Regions from separate parts of the Danio rerio genome. Here region 1 is linked to region 2. Evidence: chromatin contacts called from public Micro-C data. All regions are on one chromosome and are shown on one strand. Each heading gives the region's core, a stretch centred on a gene start, on an enhancer-like site or on the middle of the called end of the contact. The rest is flanking DNA. Distances are from core to core; before and after follow the strand shown.

The links. Hi-C and Micro-C count contacts between places; a contact is called where the count stands out from the background.
Region 1: a contact with region 2 is called in a Micro-C map of caudal fin, with 3 times the contacts expected there. The contact joins two enhancer-like sites. A contact is called at or near these places in 1 of 18 Hi-C or Micro-C datasets (caudal fin) and 1 of 4 datasets of contacts at active chromatin or transcription factors (embryo).

Annotation. Positions count from the first base shown.
Region 1 is chr24:23,915,657-23,922,000 of GRCz12tu, reverse strand. It overlaps the pseudogene LOC795699. Among named protein-coding and RNA genes, the nearest start is that of slc22a13b, 31 kb to the right of the region's middle. Within about 2 kb of position 2,835, at least 2 of the 62 cell types and tissues checked have an H3K27ac peak or open chromatin away from gene starts, as enhancers often do. A contact at or near this core is called in caudal fin, where this site is marked.
Region 2 is chr24:23,577,720-23,584,229 of GRCz12tu, reverse strand. It overlaps csrnp1b (cysteine-serine-rich nuclear protein 1b), which reads left to right. Exons shown (of 6, transcript NM_199619.1): 2 at 1,161-1,363; 3 at 3,409-3,668; 4 at 3,765-4,061; 5 at 4,176-4,696; 6 at 4,992-5,184. The coding sequence starts at 1,180. The coding sequence ends at 5,031. Among named protein-coding and RNA genes, the nearest start is that of csrnp1b, 8.5 kb to the left of the region's middle. Within about 2 kb of position 1,704, at least 19 of the 62 cell types and tissues checked have an H3K27ac peak or open chromatin away from gene starts, as enhancers often do. A contact at or near this core is called in caudal fin, where this site is marked.

The DNA of each region.
Region 1 (6,344 bases), core at 1,586-4,085, 340 kb before region 2:
GGAGGGACTCATGACCTTAAGGTTAACTTTGGTCATGAGAGGTAGAATATTGACGCTATTATAATCTTGCTGACTCAACAAAAAACCTTAAATTTGGGCTTTGCAATCAGAAATAATGTGCATCTAGTTGAGAAAGAGAGAGAGAGAGTGGACCTGATCAAATCACTCTTCTATATTACCTAATAGACCGACCCAAATTTTGACTATAAAGGTGCAAGTTTCTTGCTGATACATTGGATGCTCAGTCGTGGGATTAGTGCACATCGCCCACCATTCTCAGACTTGTTCCAATGTGACTGCAATGTGCTCCCCAGTCTTTGAAGAGGAAAATGATAGCAAGATTGTGGGTGCCCCACATCAGTGCTGACCTGTCTAAATAATTCAACAGGAAATTACTACTTGCTGTTCGGATTATGGTATATGAAACCACTTCAGTGCATAGAGCACCTTCACACATAGGGTTTACATTACCTTACTGTGCTGCTGTGCAGTCAGTCCCTGGATGGACCTTGATTCTACGAGCCAGAACATGTCTAATGCCTGGAACTGTTGGCAGTGTTTACCACTCTGCGCACTGGTGATGGTGTGGAGAGACCCCCCACTTCATAATTTTGTAGCAAATTGGGTGTATGGCCATACACTTAAAATTCGCTATATACAGTAAATAAACATTACATTCCATTACTCGACATATGTTCTGGCCGTGGTTGGCGGGTGAAACACATGCTGTCAGGATAAACAACATGGCTACAGGTGCATACATTTTGTGTGCTCCCTTCCCATAACACAGCTCGCTCCCTGTCTGATCATATGGAGTAATGTGCTGCAAAACTGCTGAGCTCAACTGTGCGGGCTGTCACTGGATGGCAGGACAATCGGATGGCATGGTTTGTCTTGAATCGTGCTTAGGTGCGAATGTCCCCCCACTCTCTCCCCCCAGGCCTGCACTCATACTGTCTTTTTTACCTTCCGAACCTGAACACGTCATCAATGTTGTGACTGTTCAGTTTAACAGAAGAGAAGCACTCTCACTCCGTCAATGGAGATTACTTTAGTTGTATTGTTTTATATCATTTTAAGTCATTTGACTTAATGCAATAACACGCAGTCAAATCTTTTGCTCAACAGATCCACCACTTTTGATGCTCATAAATGTTAATGTAAGTCATCATGCAGTCATCAAAGCGGGGGGTTTGCTAGTGACATTGAGTGTTCAGTTTTGCACTTAGGCATGCTTTGCACTCACACTACAAGCGTACGGCACCAAGGCCCAACTGAACCGCACTCTGGTATGTGTCTTCCAACCAGGCCAGGGCCAGTCAACTAAACCGTGCCTGGGCCTGACTCTGAGCACTCACATTTGTCAAACGAACCAGGGAATGGGCATCAAATGTGCCTGGGGATGGTTTGGATAGCCTAGTGTGAGGAGACCCTAAGTGACTTACTGAAAGTGTCGGTAACATATGTTACCTTTGATCAACGAGGGAAAGAATGAAAACGTTGCATCTCTTCAACAACAAATGAAAACTGCCATCTGATTGCCAGACTGTGGCTTGGCTCCTCAGTGATAACCTGAAGAATGAACTGTATGCTGTGACATTCAGAGCGCTGTCACTCCTGCCTCATTTTGTTTAGTTGAATCACTCCAGAGTTCATTTTCCCATTTGGTGCAATTTGTTTGGCCAGGTTTGAAAGCAGCAATTGCACTGTAGTGTGCACAGAAAAAGGACTAAACAACCATACAAAGTAGTTCCTGTATGCTTTTAAACAAACCCTGGATTGATTTGTTTGTGGTAAGAACATGATTCAAAGTAGAACAGACTCAACTGCAAAAATTACTGTGTAACATTAGGCTAAACCAGCTGCTATAGTCAGCTGTTCTGTGTATTAGGGCCTACTCACACTATGCTATCCGTATCGTGCCCAGGCCCGTTTCCCGGATCGTTTGAGAAGTGTGAGTGCGCTGAATCAGGCTCAAGCACGGTTCACTTGGCTGGCCCTGGCCCGGTTGGAAGAGGTGGTCCTGAGCTCGGTTCACTTGGGCTTTGGCGTGGTACATTTGTAGTGTGAGTGCAAAACGTGCACGATATAACTAGAGAAATCTCCTCTGTGCTGATTGAGAGAGAGAGCGCTTCTCACTGAACAGCGCAGCAGCGATGACGTAAGCGTGCCCAGGCCCGATTGTGGTGTGAGTGCGGGCCATGAGGGGACATGGGAGGGGGGACAAGCGTGCTTTGACCCGGTTTGAGGCAACTGTACCTAGTGTGAGTACGGCCTTATAGAATGCGGGAAATATTTACAGTTTTAGTAACAGCTCTATGATAGCTTAAAAATAACTTCTAAAGCAACTTGTGATATGTCATTTGCCATTAATTCTGACCGTTCAAAAACCACTTAATTGCATTAAATGACACATCTGTCCCACTAGTGATGTGAATGTTGTCACAGGACTGCATTCTGGTTGGTTTCTACTGGTTTGGTTATTTGTTGCTCTTGGTCCAAACCAAATGAACCGAACCACAGGTGTGAAAGCACTCTTAAATGCGTTCATGTTGGGAAGTAGCCCTGCATGCAGATTGTACTTGCCAATCTAAAGGCCCGTGCACACTGAGACGTTTTTTTGCTCATGTTTTTCATTAACGTTTAACACCTCTTAACTATATAAAGGGTGTCAATGTGTTTGTGCACACCAACACACCACGCGCTAAAGCGTCATTTAAAAAAAAAATGCCTCATGCTAATTTTTTTTATTTGATGCGCCACGTTAAAACCTTCTCCTCCAATCAGATTGCCACTTTGGTTCACAAGCACAGACCTGCTGAAGTTACAGTAAACAGCACTTGGAGGTGCTCAAGGGCAAAACTGTCAATTCGAGCGCACATTGAAGAAGATGCCCAGAGGCGAAATGAACGTGGAGCTGCTTATTGCTCTGCTGAACTATAATCATTTCTTCATCGTGCTGGAGCTGCTGCTTGAACCATCTATGCTTGTTTGAGTCACCAGTAACTTTAACAACAAGCGTGTGAACTTCCTCTCTTCCTCTTCTTCTGTGTTACAAGCGGGTATCGAAAGCTTAAAGTTGTGTTGCAACATCTAATGTCAAAGAGTGTTTTTGCAAACTCTTCTGCTTGACGCCAGTAAAAATCGCTTGGGTTTGAATGTTTTTAAAAATGTCTCATAAAACGCTGACAATAAACGTACATGAAAAGCATTCCTGTGTGTAGGAGCTTTAAATTGCCTCTTTTTCATGAAACTTAGAGTGATTGTCTTCTAAGTGGAATCCCTCATTTATCAGTCGTAAATGACACATTGCTTCTATTGCTTTCTTCAGGCCACAATGTTTATGTACATAATCAAGTTTTTTTTCACACATATAAAGAAAATAAATGTTGCCAAAGGTGGATTAAATCATTTTCATCATCATAAGATTTTTAAGATTATTTTTCAGGTTATTTTAACCGTGTCAAAAGCTAATAGCTAAAAGCTTATAACAAGTTTACTGAAAGCTCAATTGTGACAAATCACCCCACATACCCTATATATTTTTTATCAAATATGAATATAAGGGTTTTTATTTTTTTTACAGTATTGTTTGTTATGTTACCAATGTTTGTTTTACTGTTTGCTAATTGTTGAAATATAGTTTATATGCTAACAAAATATCTTATCAATATTATTTTCATTGTTTGTTTGCTGTCTGTTATTGTATCATGTTTTCTTTTCTCATCTCACCTTAGTTTGACCTGGTGTGTGAAAATAAGGTTTATAGTGAGGCCTCTCAGTCCATCTACATGGCTGGTCTTCTTGTTGGAGCCCTATTGTTTGGTCCAATGGCAGACAAGTACGTGTAGAACTCAATCCCTGAACAACACAAGAATGACATTATACACACAATTATCATTAGCATTTTTTCTTTCAGCAAAGTTTACAGATTAAACAGTTTGTATTTAATCCCCATCAGTGTAAAATGGCTAATGTTTCGTGTCAAATTAGTTCTTTTCATAATTGAACTGGTTTACTTGTTTGTTTTGCCACAGGTATGGCCGGCGGTTTGCCACACTGCTGTCCTTGCTCCTGCTGTTTTTGTCTGGAGTGGGAGTTGCATTTTCCCCTAACATCTATGTCTACATGGTCCTTCGTTTTGTTGTTGGCACCACAATATCTGGGATCTCTATCAACACATTTGTTCTGGGTATTGCCTTTGACTCTTTTCAATGCCAGCACATATCTGAGATGTATATATTTAAACAAGAAAGAGAAAAAATTTAAAAAGAGTGTTTATGTATTTAATTCTCTTAAATATAACCATATTTTAAAGATGTTTTATGGTGCTTTGATTCAATAATTTTAAATAGTTATTTGATATCCACACTGTAGATATGTGGCTTAGGTTCCAAAAGTAATGGGTTAATATGCTAAATTAATATGCTAACTCCAAATTATACCCATAAAGTTAGAATTAATAATCATATTTTTAACATTTAAAATTCCAGACGACATTTAGAGGTTTTTGCATCTAATCTCTTCATTTCTGCTTAGTTTAGTTGTGGAAAAAATATAGGTCAAATTATAAGAAGATCTTATGCCTCTTTGGGGTGGCACTGAATACATTTATATTTTATATATCCTGCATTTTGCATCCTGACAAGCTGTAAACATATAACTGGTGGCAAACTACTGCATTCAGCATCCCTCCTTGTTGCTAAGTAAAGCATAGAAAACAAACTAAAGTAGTGCGGTCGAGATGCATGCCAATTACAGTACAAATTGTCCAGGTTATGTTTGCCTTACTCTGATGTCATGCTGTCACTTGCCAAAAACTCTTGCAATGTCGAGGCTGTGTTGGATTGAGCTGTCAGGCGCAGTTGATCTCTTAATGTGCTCACCAAAAAGCATGATTGGAAATAAATTGCTGACTACACATGCTTATTAAATGAGACTGGCAAATTATACATTTTCTCTTAATTCATAGACATTTATTACCTATGTCAGATTTGTATTACTTGGCACTTTTAATACCAAGTCTTTTGGAATATTGCAGTATTTATTAAGAAAAGTTTATACACAGACATACATGTAGGCTACTGTATATGCATATGGGCAGTATTTATGATGCATGAGTTCAAATACATATTTCTAATTTACAATTCATATTTTGCAATTGAAAACTACGTAATAGTTAAGATTGCATCATACATAGGGATTTTTACTCAAATTTATGTGCAAAAAAAACTCCATATGCAGTTGAAGTCCGAATTATTAGCTCCCCTGAATTATTAGGCCGCTTGTTTTTCCCCCCCTATTTCTGTTTAACAAGAGATTTTTTTCAACACATTTCTAAACATAATAGTTTTAATAACTCATTTCTAATAATGCATTTATTTTATCTTTGCCATGATGACAGTAAATAATATTTGACTAGATATTTTTCAAGACACTTCTATACAGCTTAAAGTGACATTTAAAGGCTTAACTAAGTTGATTGGTTAACTAGGCAGGTCAGGGTAATTAGGCAAGTTATTGTATAGCAGTGGTTTGTTCTGAAGATGATTGAGAAAAAATATAGCTTAAAGGGGCTAATCATTTTGTCTCTAAAATGGTGTTAAAAACAGCTTTTATTCTAGCCGAAATAAAACAAATAAGACTTTCTCCAGAAGAAAAAATAATTTCCTTGCTCTGTTAATCATCATTTGGAAAATATTTTAAAAAGAAGAAAAAAAATTTGAAGAGGGCTAATAATTCTGACTTCAACTGTATATAACCCTTTATAAAGTTTAAGATTGTTAAGAGGTTGGTCCATTTTTTTATTTTTGATGATGATGCCATTTTTAATGCCTATAGAATGCATGGATACACAAACTTTAATTGCATTGGAATGTTTTGACTCATTATCTGCATTAAATAGGTTAAACAGTGGTAGATACAGTGGCAGTATTTTATTTAGATACATGCTGTGGCAGCTGTATTTTGTCGTTTATTTTTAGACTTAAATTAAGATATTTGGTTTATTAAAATGAAATATAAAATTAAATTATTTAAAAATAAATGTTTTACCCTGTATATATGTACAGTATGTAATTATAATTGATGTGCATTTTTCATTCACTTCATTGTTCTTCATCATTCTTTATTCCAGATAACCTGATTACCCATTTGCATCTTTTTTGTTCCCTTTAAAATTGCTTTTTGGTGTCAATCTGTCAATCACATGAGATTGGCAACATATGCAATGATGCAACAATCCAGTCAATTCTTCAGTGATGAAATAAAAAGGATAGTTCACAATTTTTCAAATTGAAAATGATGTCAAAATGTACTCACCTTTCATTGTTACAAACTGGTTC
Region 2 (6,510 bases), core at 455-2,954:
TTGTTGTAGTTTAGTTAGCCTAGGATATAATTGACCCTCCTTATGACTCGGCCAATTTGAATTAGAGCTTTTAACATTTTGCTCAAGCAGAACTGAAAACTCTCATCTTTACATCAAACCCTCTCCTCCCTACTCTTCTTCCTTCCTTTCTGCCTGTTTCAGCATGAATGTGACTGAAGTGCAGCGAGAAGCTGAGCCTGAGGTGAACCAGCTGACTGGGGTTTATCTCAGGGCAGAGAACCAAATGAGTCCACAGCCGCCAGTATCAAATGATGGTTTTGTGTAAAAGCCACTGCGCTGCACTGGCTCTGACCCTTAAAAGCTGGTGGGCTCTGGCTAGACTCTTCCTGCCAATGGATTGATTGCTTTTATTGCCCAATAAGCAACCTCTCCACAGGAGCAGCGGCAAATTCAGCCTGTACTTCCATAAACATGTTTACTGTGCCAAGCTGTACACACATTTACTAGAGAGTCTCATAAAATGCATTTAGCAGCTGTGTAAAGCGTAATTGCCGCTACCGGCTCAGTGATGTGTTTTTTGAGTAAGGTAACCTAAATTTACCCTCCACACTAATGTGGCTATGTAATCAACCCCAGCCTAATCAATGTATTTGTATAAGCGATTGGATTTGGAAGTGGGTGAAGGGTCTGGTAATTGTTGACTTGCACCGGAGGGACGTGATTGATTGCTTCCTGTTTTTCGCTCTCTGCACAGAGGCAGTAAGAGCGGTCAGCTTCTTGTTTGGAGAGTACAAGCCTGTATTTTTAATGCACATTTTTTATTATGGACCATATTTTGACCATACAAACGTACTTTTTTTTTTATCTGAAAATGGTGCTTGATGCACGTTTAGTCATAGTCGGCCTGTATCATGATGCTATTAATTTCAGAGCATTGCTAAGGTAACATTACTTTGTAGAATACTTGTATTGGATTCCTGCAAAAACTTGTAAATTTACTTGCAGTCGATGTACAAAATCATCAGGCCGATTGCATTTTAGATCAAATATAAAATACTGATTGAATGCATTCTCATTTTGTTTGCAAAACACTATTGTAGACAGGAAAGCCTGTCAAAACTTGTACTTGTATGTGTATTGTTGATTAGTGTTGATGTAGCCTTAATACACTCTTAACATCTTTGCTTGTTTTTCCACAGATCACCAAACGCTTGCGCCATGAGCGGGGTTCTCAAGAGGAAGTATGAGGAGGTGGCGGAGGACCCGTGCTACTCCTCCTCATCCCCCTCCTCTCTCTCCTCCTCTGCCTACTCAGAGTGGGACTCAGATGGGGAGAGCTGCTACTCGGACACCCTGGATTCGACCCCCAGTAACCCTAGCTCCCCAGCAACATCCTTAAACAGTGAGTTCCTCTTTAGATGTATTCTCTATTCTCTTTATGCTTTTAGCTGTCATTAAAACCCTTTTTCAAAGCTATTTACCATTCATAAGGTCTAATTTTGTGTCCTATCTGGGAAGGTTTTATTTGTGTCCTATCTGGGGAAGGTGTTATGGGAGGTTGTAAGATTGATTGCATGGATGTTTTAATTACCCAAGGATGTTTTAATGCATGCTGGATTCTTTTGGACAGCTCCAGCAAGCCGTTCATCCAGGTTGTTAGGGTGAGTCAGGGAAGGAAAGCAAACAGTTGTGAGTTTCCCAGGATGGCAGGGCAGGCGGCCAGAGAGTGTGCCATGTGACGGAGACAGAATGAACGCAGAGCTTTGTCTGAGCACTGGGCATGAACCCAACACAGGTGCTGAGAAAGACCAAAGGGCATGAAGCAGGAAGGCAGGGATGAAGAGAAAAGGAAGGGAAACGATATGGCTGTCTGCTTGCGTTTATGAAACAGAGAGTGAAGTCAGATAATGGAGTGTAGTCTAGGTATGTTGAGTGAAAGACTTGTACAGTAACATGTATTTTAAATACTTCCAACAGAAGGCTGTAATTACTTGATTTAAACACAGCGCATTACATTTTAGAATAACTGTTTTCTACTTTTCTATTTCGTTTTAATCTTCTTTAAATGGTAGTGTACAGTCTGCACATGTATAATATTAACAATCCATGTTTTCAAGAGTATTTTTGGATGCATTTTCAGTGTTGCGTAATGATTGGCACCAACACACTCCAACCGTACAAACCACTGAACATGCTGTTTGCCTATCCCTCAACGCCTCCTTTTCATTCACTTGAAATAAAACATTCTTTCAACCCTGAATGACACAACCATAGAGTATCAGTTTAAATGTATTTGAGACAAAACAAATCTACTGACAGTCAGCCAGCATTATTGCATTACTGTATTAACAAGTGCTTTGGAAATCAAAAATCATCACTTTTAATGCTTAGCTACAAACAATAACATACCATTGTCTTCCACTGTCAAACCACTGTCTTCTCTATCTGATTGTTAGATGAGCAAAACATATTTGCACAGGGATAGAGAAAACACACTAGATTGAGTTCCCACCATTACAAGTCTAATATAAACCAGCTGTGGGGACAGTGTGAGAGTCCAATCCCTCCAGATAACAATAGTAAGCTGCCGGCCCAAGGGGAAAAAGAGCTCCTGTCTGACAGAAGCTCATGAAGTTCTACACAGAGGACAGACCTACTGAAATAACAATTTAAAACTGTAGTTTTCTTGTTTCAAGGAGAAAATTCCTCCCTTTCAGATCTTTTGACATTGGGTAAATGCAGAATTTGGCTGGTTATAGGTATAATTTGCAAGGAACGCACAGACAAATGGCCTGTCTTTATATAAAGATGGGTGTATGTTATTAAAAAAGCAGCCATCTTAAGTGCCCTCACCACTTCCAGAAACCTCAAACTTCCAGATCATTCAGCCAAAGGGTTATGATTTTGGATGCTTTACTCCCCTACACACTTTATCGCCAAGAGGAAATTCCTGTGTGGATTGTGTTTGTCAGACACGAACAAAGAGGAATGTAGTTGTTTTTGCTTATGACTAGAAACGTCTGAAAACTATTAGCTAAACTATCCATGCATCTGTTCCAATGTTGATTGGAGAAATTGGTGTTTTTATTTGGTGTTCAACCGAGTGACTGTAGCTCGTGGCATTTCCTTTTTGTGGACTGCCATCTAGTGGTGATGTAGTACACCCGCAACAATAGCATTAATGGGATCTTGATGTTTACACAAGAGACTCACCCACTCCAAGTCTTCCCATTAGGCTTGGCACACTTCCTACTCAAATACTCCCAGATGAGATCCTAGGAACAGAACTTCCCTTTCTTTTTTTCCACCACTCTAAGACATGTGCTCTTAATTTTCCATTAAAAAATTCCAAGCTTGAATTTCCGTGAGTGTACTCCACTTGTGTTTTTTTAAGGCTGTATGTCTTATGTTAATCCTATCTCTCTCTCTCTCTCTCTCTTTCCTCAGCAACATCTATCCTGAAGAAGGCTAAGCGCACACGGCGAGGCAACGTGCAGTTTGACCAGGTTACGGTTTTCTTCTTTCCTCGTTGCCAGGGCTTCACCAGCGTGCCCAGTCGGGGAGGTTGCACCCTTGGCATGATGCAAAGGCACAGTGCCCAACGTCGCTACACATTGGCAGAGTTTGCGATAGCACAGCGCCACCTACGGCGAGAGAAACTCAAAAATCGAATGAGGGAGGAAAAACTGGAAGCCCTTAAGCTAAAGGTAGCAAATTTAATTCTTGCACATTCTGGTCAAACAAGCTGCATTTGAATCAAAGCATCATCATAATCATGCAAATATGCTTTCTTCCTTTGATAGCTCACCAAAAACGGTACCCAAGAGTCTGAAGAAGCTGAAAAGTTAACTGTCGATGATATCCCAGAGGATGAAATTGACCTCAGTGGAGTAAATGTGGATGACGGCTCCTTCCTGCATCCATACCCCTCAAAGAAAAGGTACGCCATCCTTAAAGCTGCTGGTGTGAAGAAAATCGATAGAGAAGAGAAACGTCAACTTCATGAGCTGCGGACATCGAGAGAAGACTGCGGATGTGACTGTCAAGGCTTCTGTGAGCCAGAGACCTGCAGCTGTAGTTTGGCTGGGATCAAATGTCAGGTAAGCAATTCCCAACAGACTTCTTTGAGAACATCACTTACCAAGTTTGTGGGTAATATTCACAAGTATCATCCATGACAGCAGAAAGTAACGCATTATTCTTTGGCTTCACAGATGGACCACTCATCCTTCCCATGTGGCTGCACTAAAGATGGCTGTGGGAACACACAAGGTCGCATCGAGTTCAACTCTAGCCGAGTTCATACCCACTACATCCACACTATCATGAAGCTGGAGCTGGAAAAACGCTTGGAGGAGCACACGACAGAGACGCCTCCTGAAACTCATCCAGACAGCAGTTCCCTAAACCAACCAGCAGAGATCAGCAGCACGCCAGACATGCCAACATTTCACTTTAACTCAGAGCTACTATCCACAGGAGAGAACAGCTGCAGCAGTGACATGACCGATTCGTCTAGTTCCTCAGGCCAGAGCGAGGATTCTGAATCTGTTGAAAATGTTCCAAGTGAACAGTCGCCGCTGGACGTTGACGAAAACGGACTTACAAGAATCCTAAGCTTTAGCGACACAGACAATGAAGACTGTTCTATCAGGGAGCGCAATGACAACTGTGACTACCAACAGAAAAAGAGCGAAGGGTCGATGGGTTATGGCATCTTCAGTACAGAGGACGACAAGCTCAACATGTCACAAACAGACAACAGTCGCACAGCCATGTCTGAACTTTTAGACGAGAACGCTAATCAAGGTAACGGACTATTCCACAGCAGCTTCATCCCACATACGCCCTCGCCTTCCATCGATCATTCGGCCAGCTACATGGACCTTAGCCTGTCATCCGAGTCAGACTTAGAATTCTTTGATGGATTTCCTTGTTTGGGACCGAGCTCGCTATACAACTCCCTAAAGGAGTATGAGCACGTGGACAACTTCTTTCAGTTCCAGTTGCCTACCTACCCCAGCCTTCCTCAAGCTGTCGACCCAGGAACATGTCTCCTGGAGTCTCTGATCGGCTTGTCAGATTCTGTCCCAGAACCTCCGACTACTTTCACGGACAATCAAATGCTAGAAGATGCCATGAAGCTGTCAGTGATGGAGTCTTTAAAGGTCTAATGGGGGACTCTTGTATGATCACTGTATAAATGAACTATGGGATTGTAAATGAATGCCATTTGTTTTCTTTTTGAATGGAGACCCATCGCGGGATATCAATATTTGCATTATCTGCCTTTAAGATGTTAGCAAAGCATTAAGTTATTATAACAATCTTTATTATCATTATTGCCATCGCAGTGGCAGCTAACATTTCAGTTCAAAAACAAGTCTGGCCGACTGATTTTTGAATATTTGTACATATGGCCAGGAAGGTGAAGAAATTTTCACCCACATTGGTGGTATTATCAACATTTACCATTATTATTATTATTATTGCTAAGGTTATTTATATGAATTGAGAAGGGGCACCAATGGGAGTCATAAAGCTGATTATGTATCTCAGGGACTTTTTCTAGCTTTCAGAAGCAATGCATTTTGACCATCGCTGTTTTTTGGCGTTCTTTTTTTCTGAGAATTTTCACCAAAACAAACAGCATTTAAATGGCCCCTTTTGTAGGGCTTCTTTCTTGGTCGCTTTTCCGACTTGAGATGGTGGTCTGTACTTTTTTTTGCAAAGCTAGAGGAAGACTCCTGTTCCACAAAAAGGCTCCTTGGGATTTTCTAACGGTACACAAATCCCCCCCGAGGCTCCTCAGTTAGCACTTTATCTGTGAAAAAAATGAACCAATCAGAGAGCAGATGGGTCTGCCTTGTCGTCTCTGAGTCGAAGATTGTTTTCATGCCATTTTATGGTGTTGGATCATCAGCACAAGGTGGAGAAAAGTGAACGATTTCCTTTTTAATTTATTCTACACGCCGAAGATATTGCATAATATGACTGTGTGATATCTGTTGACCATTATTTGGAATTGCTTTTATTTATTCTTACCAAGTTATTTATTTTGTTTTCTTCAAATGCCAGCTGAATATTATCTGAGCCACACTGTGCTCCGGAGAAGTGGAAATAATGCAGCTTGTTCACGTTTTCCACCTACATTAACCTGTGTGATGCACATCTTTATGTTCAGCTGTGGAGGAAGGGGCACCAACTGCAAAGTATTTAATAATTACGATGAAGTAACACATTTGGTTAAATTATTTCACGTTTAGCATTTCAGCAGTAGGACTATTTATTCATGGTTTGGGAAATAAAGAGAACGGTGTGTTTAACAAAAGAAAAATATAGTCTGTGCCTGTTAACACAAGGAGCCGCTGTTTCCTGTCAGATGAATGACATGATGCTGTATAATCTACCTATTAACTAAAAAAGGTCTGTGAATTGACCACCAATGACATAGCCTATAATATAGAGAATTAACATTTTGTAACTATGTAGATTTGAGAGAATTCTAATCTGTTTATTGACAAATTATTTTATTAAGAAATTAAATTC